2 separate regions of the Rattus norvegicus genome follow, and region 1 is linked to region 2. A link is a contact called in public Hi-C data. All regions are on one chromosome and are shown on one strand. The core of a region is the stretch at or near the end of the contact, and the rest is flanking DNA. Distances in the headings are between cores, read along the strand shown. Region 1 has its middle 40 kb from the start of Med4. Region 2 holds the start of Itm2b (integral membrane protein 2B).

Region 1 (4,003 bases), core at 906-3,405, 88 kb before region 2:
CCTCAGCTTGGAAGGGCGATTCTCAGGCTTTCATTTTTGATTCTTCTGCTATCTCCACACCCACTTCCTGAGTTAAGCCTCTCCCAGTTGTCCCCGCCCACCGCCCTCCTTTGTTCTTTGGTCTCTTACACCCACACACTGGTAATTGGGCTGGGAACATCTGTCTTCCCAGCAGCTCCTCCCTCCCAGCCTTGCATAGCATATGCGTACAACAAGGCTGAGTTATGGTAGAGCAGTAGAGGCCTGCCTGTCTCAATTAATGTCTGCATCATTTTTAAGCTTGCGTGAGAAGGTTTCCATGGCTAACACTTTTCAAAAGAGGTTAGCCCCCAACCATAAACTTATTTCCGTTGCTACTTCGTAACAGTAATTTTGCTACTGTTATGAATCAGAATGTAGATATGTGTTTGCTGACAGTCTTAGGTAACCTTGTGAAAGGGTCATTCTAACCCCCAAAGGGGTCCAACCCACAAGCTGAGAAAACTGTCATAAAGTGTAATTAATTTTTTTGAGGATCGTAGATTTCACTGTGAAACATCAGGAATGGCACTTGGCAGATAGAAGGAAAAGAAGAATAACTAACCAAGGAGAATGAGAGGACTGGTTTGTGTGGTCCGAAACCCACACTGCTGTGAAGAAATCACCTGCTTTGCTTCAGGTCCTGCCCTTAACAATGAAATATCTGACCGTAACATCTGACAAGCCAGGAAGGCTGTTCACCCTGCAAGGTGGCCGTTGAGCATCCCTGCAAGGAGCAAATCCCTGTTAAGGGAACGGCCCAAGGCCTCCATCTGGCTAAGGATATTTGACTTTTTAATGACAAGTGCCAAGGGCAGCCAATCATCCCAGGTGTCAAGCAGGGGCCCTGGCTTGATTAAACTCTCCCAACTTCAGAGGCTGTCTCTGGCTTAGAACAAACGGTCAAGGGAAACGGCTTTTAGCAGAGTTCTCACAAAGCAAGGATGAAAAGGAATATTCCAAAGTGGAAACAGTGACCTTTCTGGCATTATTCCCAAAAGGAAAAGCCAAAGGCGCAACCTCAGGAAGGCACGTGCTGAGCACCCACAGGAACCCTGACTTCCAGGGAACGCTGCATCCTGCCCCTCAGCCTCAGCGCACAGCCTGAGCATCTGTTTTGATCATGTTCCGTGCAACTGATCAGCCTGAGAGCTGCAGAGCAACACTGACGGGGAGACTGAAGAGCCTGGCTACGGACGCCATCTGAATGTTAAAGCACAAAGCAGAAGGGAACCATACCAGGAACATCAAACAAATCTCACATCAGGACGGGGAGATGCTCAGTGGATAAAGGTGCTTGTCGGCAAGTCTGACAAGCCGAATTTGAGCCCCTGGACCTGCATGGTAGAAGGAGAGACACCCCTCACACCCACATGCTTACACGGGCTCACATGCGAGCGCACACACATTCTTGCATGCACCCATGCGTACACACATGAGCACACACACTAATAACTAAAATGGAATTAAAAAAAAAAAAGGAAACAAAAACTCCTAATCCTTTTGAAAAACAAAATGGGCCTGAAACACACAGCATAGCCATAGACAAAACTCATCATTAACGAAGGGCACGCAGACACATGATAAAGATCTTTTCCCATAATGAAACAATATGATAAATTTCAGAATCTGAATCTGCATAATGCATTACACAAGAACCCAGGACAAAAGAGGCCTTCATGCAGGAGTGGGCCTTCTAGTGCTGTGCCTCTCTGTGTCATTCAAGGGTATGACTGAGTCAGCTTCGCTGTGTGTAGATGTCTGTGTCCAAAGGTAGGCATGCATAGCCAAGTCCACGTTCAGGTAGGGAACTTGCCTACAAAGGGAATTTAGGAGACTCGGTGCAGACATAGATTTTTACCACCAGAGGGTATTCTCCCCTCTCCTGACTTGCAGGCAAGTCTGTGTAACCAAGACTAGCCTCGAATCAGTCCTAGTTAAAAAGCCCAGACCAGACCTCAGCAAGACAGGCTCTCATTATATCCAGTTTTCTTCTTGCCCTTCTATTTTAGAGTGTTGTTTTCTTTTGGTTGAAACACACTGGCAGCAAGCCAACCTACACAAACTGTGGGAAACAGATCCCACCTCCCACCCCCGCCCTGCTGATTAAATCAAGAGGATGATCTCTGAAGAAGTTGGTCGGTGTGGCTAGCTAGCTATGAGACCATTGAAGAAGTTGGGCTGGGTAGCCTGCTATTTCTGACCATCTCCAGGGGGACAAGGGTTTCAATCGACTGAGAACTTAGCAGGTCAGAGAGAAAGAACAGAAGGGATTCCAGAACCAGGGAAGCTGTCTGCTTGAATTCTGATGGAAAGTGATTTACAACTGAAAAGGGTTGGTGCCTCAGGAGAAACCAGAAAAGTCTAGAAGTTACCAGTGAGATTCGGACAGCTTCTAGAGTCAGCCAGGGAGACAGTCCCAGCCCATTAATATACCAAGTTTAGAAAGCCAAGCCCTGGAAGGTGCCCTGGGGAGATTCCCTAGGGAGCTGGCTTGAATTGGCCAAATGCTTTCTCTTGAAAAAAGGAGACTTTGTTCCAGGAGAAAGCAGTGAAGTTGAAAAATTTGGGATATTAGGTCACTTGCCCAACAAATGCAGACTTCAAGTCAATGAGTAGTTTTTTCTTTCTCTCTCTCTTTCTTTCTTTCTTTCTCTCTTTCTTTTTAAAAATGTATTTGTTTATATTTATTTATTTATTGCAGAGTAAACCAGGGGCTCTGTGTATACCAGGCAAACACTCGACCCTAAGTTACATCTTTTTAATATTTTTTAACGTTGAAACTGTCTCGCTAAGTCACACAAGACTCTGCCGTTCCTGCCTGGGTCTCCTGAGTCTCTGGAATTATAGGCCCGCACCGCAGCCCTGGCATCTGAATGAGTGTAGGTAGGAGAGTACCACGGTGCACACATCGGCGGTCAGAAGACAACTTCCTCCTGGGTCAGTGTGTATTCACCTTTCACCTTGTTTGAGACAGGAACTCTCCACCTTCCAGGGACTCCTCTGCTTCTACCTCCCATTTTCCTGTTGGAACACTGGAATTTCAATTGCTCCTACTACCTGTCTGACCTTTAACATGGGTGCTGGGGATTTGAACTTGGGTCCCCAGGCTTGCATAGTGAACATTTCTACCCACTCAGCATCTCCTTAGGACCAGATATTGGGGGTGGGGGTTATTGTTGTTTTAAATCCACTTATACTACATTTTATTTATTTATTTTTAACTTTATGAGCATGGGTACTTTGCTTACATATATGTCTGTGCAGTATGTGTGTTTGGGTTCCCTGGAACTGGCGTTATAGACAGTTGTGTGGCACACTGTGGGTTCTAGGAATTGAACTTGGGTCCTCTGGAAGCAAAACTGTTAACAACACTATCTAGTGTCATTCCAGCCCTCAGGAGGCTAAGGATGAAGAACCTTAGATTGGAGCCTACCTGGGCTACTTAGTGAGATCCTGTCTCAAAAACACAACAGCCCAAATTAAAAGAAAACAAACAAACAAACAAAAGAACCCTAATTATAATAATTTCAAAAAGAGCTGGAAAGTCATTGTCCTTCTAAGCTTGCCTTTCTGGGTTTACTCTACAATTTTGCCAGATGATGTTAAAATTCATTGCAAATGTCCAACATAGCTCTCTTTGTTTTCTACAAAAAGCTTCTGGGTCAGTGTGTGCTCTTCAAGTCAAGAGAACCACAGACTGTTGAATTATTCTGTTGACATCTGTTGTGATTGTCCAGAGAAAGCCACTTTATTGCTGCACGAAATCCAACAGCACATTAAAGGAATGACAGGCAAGAACAGCAACAAACCTCTGGGTCACCACCTCCCAGTCATTGGGTACAAAGTCCCAGGTTTCATATGGAGAAGTCATTTTACTTTGTCCCTATTCACCTCCTTGTTCTCACCCACGCCCTCCCTCCTGCCGACCTGGAGACTTCGTTTTTTAAGCGACTTTAATTAGCAGGTCTTTTTCTTATTAACA
Region 2 (3,561 bases), core at 99-2,598:
CGTGCCCAGATACATACCATTCATCAAAAGCCGGTTGGCTGGTGAACACCGCAGGATTGCTGTATGGACAAGTGACTCCGGTTGAAGGAATCTAAATAAGCCTCGGCAGGTCATACAGACGGTTACTACAAAAATGGTCGGAACTGGAACGCACCTCTTCCCAGGCTTAATTTTGATTAGAATCTCAAAATACTAAAGAAAACTGAAGATCTAGACTGGATTTCTTTCTCAGCCTAGGTTATTCTCAAGAACGATTTCTCAGGGATCTGTGATCCAGAATTCCATGGAGAATTTAAAATAGTTCCCTCCTTCAACAAAGCCAGGGGCTCAAAAACCCTCAAAAATCCAGGGGCTCAACTTCTTCAAGGTTGGCCTAAGCCAGAGCTGACACAGCAGGAATCTTCTGGCCAATAGACACTACTGTAGGTGAACAAGGAGAAGATGTGGAGAAGACTACAGGATCCATCATTCGACCAAAGGACATGGCCATCTTCGGACATGGCTGTAAGCCCAGTAAGAGTGTGTGGGCCAGTGTCTTCTGTCAGTCAGAAGCAAAACCTCTTCAAAAAAGGAGCATTTTTTAATTTGAAGAAAAATAAGAACTTGTCCTAAGTACATTGTCACAAATCACAGATTGGTCTAGGGCACATATGGTTTTTTTGGCTTGTTTTTACAAATGAACTCAGCTGGTACATTCTGTTTTACCAGTGTAGGATTTTAGGGATACAAATGGATGAAGAGGGTTCCTGGTCATTGGATTGAGACTAGGCCAGGCAGGCACTGACCTCTGAGGGAGGAAGAAAAGACCAGCTTAGTCAACCAGGCAACACCTTAGGGTGAGGTCTGTGGGAGATAAGTCAGATCACCAGGACACAACGCTTCAAAAATTCCAATGCTCTATTGAGTCGCTTGCTAATAAATGATTAAACAGAGCTTTTGGGTATGTTTGTTTGTTTTTCTCACACAAAGATTCCACGGCCTTTGGGCTCCCAATTAAAGAGAATTTGGAGCTATCAGAAGTTAACTTATCCTGTGTAGCCAACCGACAGAGTTCACCTCATTTTCTTATCAACCTGCAACACTGGGCCCCAGAGGAGAACTAGTTGGAAGCAAACTCAAAACCGGAAAATCCAGGCAGCCCAGAGGGGCAACAAGTCCCAGCTCAGCCAGGCGCGCCCTCCACAAAGCCTGGCTAGATTCCCACTGTGTATGAGCAGGGTGGGGGGAATTAGAGAGGGTCTGGCGTTGAGCCAGGCCCCGCCCCGCGCAAGGCCCCGCCCACAGAACACGCCCCTCCGGGCCCCGCCCCGCGCCCGCGCCCCAGCTGCGAGGCCGGAAACCGCGCTGCACTGAGCCGCTGCTGCTGTCGCGCAGTTCGCTCCTCCGCTGCAGAGTCGTGCCCTGAGCTCGGCCGACGAGGCTGCACCCGCAGCCGGGATCCTGCCACCCGCGACCCCAGCCTTCGCCGCCGCCGCCGCCGCCGCCGCCTAGGGCGCCCCAGGCCGCACCATGGTGAAGGTGACGTTCAACTCGGCGCTGGCCCAAAAGGAGGCCAAGAAGGACGAGCCCAAGAGCAGCGAGGAGGCGCTCATCGCCCCTCCGGATGCCGTGGCGGTGGATTGCAAGGTCCTGGCTCGGGTCGTGGGCGGGGTCCCCGCGGCGGGGATGGGTGCCCGGACGGTCCTCCGCTCCTGGGTACCGTGGTGTGTGTGTGCAGCGGGCGGGGCGGGGTCCTGGCCCTGGCGACCCCCGAGGGGACAGTTGCACAGGTGTACGAGCTCCCGCGGCTTTGCACTTGGCTCGGTCGCCTGGGAACCTGCAGCGACAGGCACTGCCACTACCGAGTTTGGCACTTTTCTTCCAGTATAAATACTGTGCCTAAAATGGCTGACATCATAACAAGCCTAAACCTCTGTTGTTTCCTACTTTCGTTTCTAGGCTGAACAGCACTTGGACTAAGTCCAGCAACTGTAAGCATCTTAATTTTTTTAAAAGCCCCTTTTTTTTACAAACTCCCTTGCCTACAAAAGGCCTTCGGTGTTGGCAGGTGAACACCTTGGGGTCTGGAGAAAGAAGACAACAGTATACTGGGAGTAGTTTCTGGCTGGTGATTTTATTATTGTAACAGATATTCCAGGTGAAAGTAATTGCTATTGTGGCTGTTCCCTTGTAACCTAACAGTTGACTTTTAAATGTTACCAGCTTCTTTGTGGGGACTTCTGGATTAAGTGAAACTGGAACCTGAACGTAGGAATTTGCTCCCATTCCCACAAAATTCACCCTCATTTTACCACATTCCCCGTTAACACTGAGTGAAGCTGTTACTGGATTCAGTTTTTAAAAGTGACTTACAGTAATATTCTTTTAAATATAAATAAAATTGTTTCCTAAGTTTTCCTTCTGCCTCGTCTTTAGGCTGTTGACATTTGATACCTATAGATATTAACAGAGGGTGCTGCTTCATTTTTTCACGAACACTTCTTAATACCTATTGTCACTTGGGTAATTTTAGTTTTGACTTAAAATCAGTCGTTTGTGTCCATGGTACAAGTAGTAAGGGGTGTTTTAGCTTTTTTTTAATTTTTTTTTAATGATCTACTTAAAATTACTGTTAAGAAACAGGCCACTATTGCTTTATACATTTTTTGAGACTATAATAGCAATCTGGGCTGTTTGTACATGTTTTCTGGAAATGTTCCAGCTAAAAGCAAACATCAGGTTGATTTTTAAATGACTGTCTTCCCTTGAGATAAGAAGAGTGAACTGATCTCCTAAAAGAATTAAAGGTTCTGGTTTTAGTATTGTTTTCCTGAACAAACACTGTACAAACACTGGTGGTCCTGAAAAAGTATTTAGCATTCACAGGTGAAAATTGTAGCGAATTATCGCTCGGATCTCTTTGTCAGATGCACATTTTAATCTAGAGTAGACCTGTAGTCAGGTACCCAGTCGTAACTCCATGTCGGCATTCTTGTCTGTGGAGACTGCTGAGTCCCATCAAGCTCAGATAGGCCTTGAACTCTGACCTGCCTTCATTTTCTTCCCAAGTACTGGGATTACAGGTGTGCGTAGCTATGACCAGCTTCAAATATACATTCTCTATGGTGTTTTATAGGTACATGATCTTTGCATTCTAAAACTATAACTCCTCCCACTCCAAGAAAGTATCAATGATGTCATTTCTCTGTTGTTTTTTTTTTTTATTCCACTGTTGTAAAGGTTTGAAACTCTTAGATAAACATCAGAATTCACTTTGCCAAGAAGCTTTGAATCAGTCTTGCCATTTATGAAGTAGTGGTCTTAATTTCAAGCTCTTAGGATTTCTCATATGCTCACAATAATTTTTATTTCAAAGTAACTGTTTATAACTGTATACTTTGCTTTTATTTCTTAATTTCTCTGATTTCTCTATCCAAAGGAAGAGAAGTGAGGGCTTATGTTCTATAGCCACACTGAAGTCACAGCCAAATTGATTAGTACCAAAAAATAAATAAATAAAAATAAAAAAACAAAACAAAAACCCTCAAACTAATTCTTTTTCCAGCTCTAAGCTGGAAGTCT

What was found. Hi-C and Micro-C count contacts between places; a contact is called where the count stands out from the background.
Region 1: a contact with region 2 is called in a Hi-C map of Schwann cells, with 2.6 times the contacts expected there. The contact joins the enhancer-like site here to the promoter of Itm2b in region 2. A contact is called at or near these places in 9 of 12 Hi-C or Micro-C datasets (the A7r5 cell line, the Rat2 cell line, Schwann cells and 5 more) and 1 of 1 datasets of contacts at active chromatin or transcription factors (oligodendrocytes).

What each region holds. Positions count from the first base shown.
Region 1 is chr15:55,064,468-55,068,470 of GRCr8, reverse strand. It overlaps the pseudogene Tyw5-ps1. Among named protein-coding and RNA genes, the nearest start is that of Med4, 40 kb to the left of the region's middle. Within about 2 kb of position 2,155, at least 40 of the 93 cell types and tissues checked have an H3K27ac peak or open chromatin away from gene starts, as enhancers often do. A contact at or near this core is called in Schwann cells, where this site is marked.
Region 2 is chr15:54,976,242-54,979,802 of GRCr8, reverse strand. Itm2b (integral membrane protein 2B) reads left to right here and starts at 1,348. Exons shown (of 6, transcript NM_001006963.1): 1 at 1,348-1,626. The coding sequence starts at 1,510. It also overlaps the pseudogene Tyw5-ps1.